Linked DNA regions of Sus scrofa: region 2 is linked to region 1. A link is a contact called in public HiChIP or PLAC-seq data. All regions are on one chromosome and are shown on one strand. The core of a region is the stretch at or near the end of the contact, and the rest is flanking DNA. Distances in the headings are between cores, read along the strand shown.

Region 1 (2,539 bases), core at 13-2,512:
TGTCTCTGAACTGGTTTGACAGTTGAGGTGAGGCTGGGGGTGGAGAGGATTGTGGGACATCTACTCCCAGACTGTGCCTCCATCTGCAGCACCAAGTCCAGGAAGCACTTACTCATAAACATGGATTGCTCCTCAAGGGTGGGGAAGAAGCCACTGAAGCCACGAGCATCTATCCCTCCCTGCTTGTCAGTCTGACCTGCCACACCTGGTGGGGGGGAGGGGGCAGCTGAATGCATGCGGAGAGCCTCCTCCTCCATCTCCGCCTAACCCTCCTCAACGCAAATCCATAGCTCTTCCAGGAGAGGTCTTCCACATTCTCAAGAGATCATCTCCCTACTCTGCAGTTCCCATCCCTGACTCCTCCGCTTCCCCAGCCCACCTAGCTCAAATCAAAGCCTTTCAGGACCGTCTGGCCTCGGGGTGTCCTCAGGGTGGTGGCCACAGCATACAGGCCCCTTCTTCAACCCTAGTATGTTTTCTTCTGAGTCTTGGTGAGTCAGCACCACAGGGCCACACACAAGGCTCCTATTCAGGGCTCATTTTCCTTCTGCTCTAACTCAGATCTTGGCATTGCTCTCTCTCTCTTCTCTATGTGAGCCTTATTCTCACCATGGGAAAGCTCTGCTCCCTGCCCTGTGCCTCCTGGGTTTCCCCCAATACCCCACCCCCACTCATGCCCACATTCCTCATCCTTACCTTCTGAGAGTTTGCAGTCCCCTCTGGATACAAACATAAAGGAAGCAGAACAAAACTAGAAATGTTAAACTACTGAATTTCTCATTTTCAATGTGTATTTGTTGTTGCTGGCTCTGTGCAGCCCCTAGGCTATATTGACCATGCACACACACACATTTGCTGTGCCTGTCACTTATTCAACATGTGTTTATTAAGCACTGAGTCTGTGTGAAGCTTCATGCTAAAGGCTGGAATTTTCACTCTGATGGGGGAACAAGCCTTGCATATGTGACATCTTGGGGCAGTGCTGGGCATGATGCAGCAGGTGCCCCAAATGGGGGAAATGGGGCCCCAAGTGCCTAAGAAGTTCAGCAGAGCAGGGAAATCGTGTGGCTCAAGAGACACTGGATTTAAGTACAGAGAGGGAGGAAGGATACTGGTTTGTGTTGAGAGTCGATGTATATGTGGGACATGGTGATGCAAAAGTAGAAGCAAGAAAAGTCGTTCAAAACAAGGACTTTGCCATTCTCTGCGTAACCTGGGGCAAATCAACCTTGCTAGCCTTCATTTCAGCATCTGCAATGAAGATAGGAGACCCTCCCTCTTACGATTTTGTGAGAATTAAATGAGATAAAACAGGCAAGTGCCTGGTACTTGGTGAGTAGTCGGCGGCGGATTATTTGCAGCCTTTGTGGAATGGAGCAGTGGGCGGGCGAAAAGAGTCTGGCCTGAGGGAAGCGCGTCTAGAAGCGAAGCTGGTGAGGCTGCCGCGGGCCGCCCCGCCCTTCGTCGGAAAACTGAATTGCTGGCGCCCCCTGGTGTTTCGGTCACTGTGATTCTCTGCACCGAGGTCCAGCGCACACCCACCTCCCCGGGGAAAGGTCGGTCAGCGGTCTGGAAGAGACCCGCTTCGCAGCAGCGGGCAGGGATGCGTCCCCTCCCCAGGTCCCCTCCCCTGATGGGTAGGCAGAGCCACAGTCCCTGCCTTAGGGATGGAAGTCCAAACTAGTAGACGGGGAGGAATAACAAACAGAAACCACCTCACAGGGTTGTTTTGAGTCTTAACTGAGCAAATCTAAGACTCCAAACTAGTCAGGGCATGAGTAAGCACCCAGCAAGTGATAGCTACTAGGAGCTATTAGGGAGCTCCTAGAACGTACCCAACAAATGGTAGGTGATCCATAACTATTTGTTACACAGGAGTCTATCAACATTTATTTATTCATTCGTCCACTTAATTATGCTCCAAAAATATCTTGCTCCTCCTATACTGTTGATGCTCCTTTAAAGAAAAAAGATTTGGAGTTCCCTGGTGACACAGTGGTTAAGGATCTGACATTGTCACTGCTGTGGTGCAGTTAAACTTCTATGTCCTGCTGTTTATCACTGGAAACTATATCTAGTCACTTGTGATGGAGCTTGATGGAGGATAATGTGATAAGAAGAATGTGTATGTGTGTGTATTACTGGGTCGCTTTGCTGTACAGTAGAAAACTGACAGAACACTGTAAACCAACTATAATGGGGAAAAAAACCATTAAAAGAAAAAAAAAAACTTCCACGTGCCTCAGGCACAGCGAACAAAACACAACAACCCTTAGTAAACCAAGTAAGTGAGCAAGAGCCAGCACTCTGGGAGGAAAACAAGGAGATGTCAGCCATTCAAACATCCATCCAATAGCTCCTACCAGGTGCCACTCACTGGAGGCAGTTAAGGGCTTTAGGGGCCGTAAGTGCTGGTAGGAGAGCCTGTAGCAAACACGGTATTATGTGAACTATAAGAAAAGCAGGAGGCTGCTCCCAAGCCTTTTGAGACCACCCACACTCTGTCTATGGAACGCGTATTTCCCAGGGCCTCTCACCT
Region 2 (2,539 bases), core at 20-2,519, 60 kb before region 1:
GTTAACCCACTGAGCAAGGGCAGGGACCGAACCCGCAACCTCACGGTTCCTAGTCGGATTCGTTAACCACTGCGCCACGACGGGAACTCCTCCATTTTTAAAAATTAAATTCAAATGGTATGTTTAAAATGATATGTTGTTATACAAATTTAAAATATTACAAACCCACTTTCAACCTCTGTGTACACCTTTGTACCACACTCTAAATTTATGCACACATTTTATATATTTGAAGCATCACAAAACTTCAAGTTCACAAGACCTGCTTCTTTCACCAGCTCCAGAGGTGATAAATTAAAAGGAGAGCAATCTGAATACCCTTAGGACACTGAATCCGACAAAGCAAGGATGATCTCATTTTGGCTGGGTCCTCCCACACTCAGGAATGGACATGTGGGAGCTCAGGGAGTCAAGGGAGCTGCTATAAAGGAAGTAGGCACCAGGTCAGCCTGGGAGTAGAGCTGGGTGGTGGTAGGTTAACAAAGGGAAGGAGGGGCAGGAGGGAGGAGCTGATTCACTGGGACAACTTAGAGTGACTCACTCAGAAGCCAGCAGAAAATAGCCTGTTCTCCCACATCTGCCTCATTGTCAGGCAATGAAGCACTTCCTCATTGCACACCCATAACGCAGGGCAAAGGGGAGGAGGAGGAAATGGGATTTTTCAAATTCGTGGGCCTAGTCCAGCACTTAAACTCTGTTTTTAACCATTCCGGACATTTTGTTTCAAGTGAAGTCAGTATGTATTGAGCACCTACTGTGTTCCTGGCCCTTCATCTTGCCTTTCAGATTGTCAGTCTCCTGCATACGGAGAATGATGCTCTTCTGAAGTTCTCTACATCCTACTTTGTTACTTCAAAAGCACTTGGGCTGCTGTTGAGCACCTCAGTACGGTCTTTTTGTCCTTCTTATATAGAGATGATCCTCTCAAGCCTACAGTCAACAGGGGGAGGGAAGGAGCTTTTTTCTGTCTCCAATGCTGTTTTTAGCCATCCACTCTCTGGACCAGTCCTCCTTATAGGAGCAGATGTGCAGAATGTAGCATAGTTCACTGATCCTTGTTGGAAATTATTTACCATTTACTACCTCTATGGCTTTACTTGATTTCTCTGAATCTCTATTATCTCATCTGTAAAATGGACAGAGTGCTATCTATCTTACAGGTTAGGAAATATTTTTCATATGGTAGTGAAGATTAAATAAGATACCATTATGTGAAAGTAACTGGCACAGTGATGACACTAATATTGGTTTATTTTCTTCAGTCTTCCCTCTTGATCACACAGACTGACCACATCCCTCCACTAGACTGTAAACTGCTTGAGGACAGGGCTGCATCTGGCTTGAAGCAGTCTGCCTGGGTGAGTACCTGACCCCTAATACTGTTTTGCTTAATAAGAACTGTGAAGATTAGAATAATATTATTAAAATTTACACTATTTATGCATCATATTGTAAGTATTTATTACATTATACCTAAAAATAACAGGTCATTGAATCAATCTGTGAAGTGGAAAATGAATCCAGAAACCTTGACCTCAGGAAGGGATGCATCCTCTCCCCTCTCTGGATTATTTGGTCCTGGTAGGGCTTGCTGCCACCAGCAAGATCTGCATTTCTGTGTTCGCAAGGGACAGACATTCCTTGCATCCTCTACTGTTCTTTGTCCCAACGCCACTGCAAAAGCCCTAGCCCGGGGTGTACTGGGGCCAGGGACACAAGAAAACCTAGACAACCAGATTTTATTCGTTCCACCCCCACCTGGAAGGCAGGTCGGGCCGGGTTTGTGCTCTTCCGGAGCCACCCGTGTCCCGGCTCCCCGCCCGGAGGGGTCCAGAGCTACTATTCTCTTCTAAAAGTAATGTGAAAAGAGAAGTGGGGGGGATGGTCCTCCGGGTTTTGCATCTTTGCGTCCTTGCTTCTAGCAGAAGCTCATCCAAGGAAAAAAAGAGCAGGCAAGCCATGTTACCAGGTTTTCAACAATTATTTCTAAAATAGACACTAAAGCACACTTCACTTATTAACATTTTGGATGAAATGAAACATTAATATGCCCGATCAATCAGGGCACCGGAAACCGGCCTTTCCTAAGCTTCCCGTACCACGACGGTAAACACTAGCCACAGTCCTGTTCAGGAGCCGCATCGAAGGAGGAAAGTTGCAGAAGCCCGGCGGGGAGAGGCGCGAGCCCACCCGGGAGCCCCGGCCGGAGAACGGCGCTTCCTCCCGGAAATGACGCGCACTCAATCCCAGCTTGGCTCTCCCCAAACAAAAGGGATCCAGGGGCCCCGGGAGGAGCGTAAATGACATTGGAGAAGCCCCGCCTCCAGCCGACTCGGATTGGTGCGGGGGCTGAAGAGACGAGGAGACGACTGGCCCTGCGGAATGCCAATGCCCCCGCCTGGCGGTTGAGGGGCGGGGCCTCCGGGGGCAGTGGATGCAGCGGCTGGCGGAGGCGGCCGGGAGCCGAGTCCAGAGCGCAGGGAAAAGGTAGGAGCCACTGGTGCTGGGGCTTGGCGGTGGCTGGGAGTCCGGATTCTCG

What was found. HiChIP or PLAC-seq counts read pairs in DNA pulled down with a chosen protein or histone mark.
Region 2: an H3K27ac HiChIP or PLAC-seq map of alveolar macrophages shows a contact between it and region 1, with 10 times the contacts expected there. The contact joins the promoter of CTTNBP2NL here to the enhancer-like site in region 1. A contact is called at or near these places in 4 of 5 promoter capture datasets (fetal liver, fetal skeletal muscle, liver and 1 more), 34 of 47 Hi-C or Micro-C datasets (adipocytes, adipose tissue, alveolar macrophages and 18 more) and 2 of 2 datasets of contacts at active chromatin or transcription factors (alveolar macrophages and skeletal muscle).

Annotation. Positions count from the first base shown.
Region 1 is chr4:107,951,369-107,953,907 of Sscrofa11.1, reverse strand. The region is part of intron 14 of ST7L (suppressor of tumorigenicity 7 protein-like); the gene reads right to left. Among named protein-coding and RNA genes, the nearest start is that of WNT2B, 29 kb to the right of the region's middle. Within about 2 kb of position 1,262, at least 34 of the 83 cell types and tissues checked have an H3K27ac peak or open chromatin away from gene starts, as enhancers often do. A contact at or near this core is called in adipose tissue, alveolar macrophages, embryonic fibroblasts and 6 more, where this site is marked.
Region 2 is chr4:108,011,494-108,014,032 of Sscrofa11.1, reverse strand. CTTNBP2NL (CTTNBP2 N-terminal-like protein) reads left to right here and starts at 1,269. Exons shown (of 6, transcript XM_003125850.4): 1 at 1,269-2,487.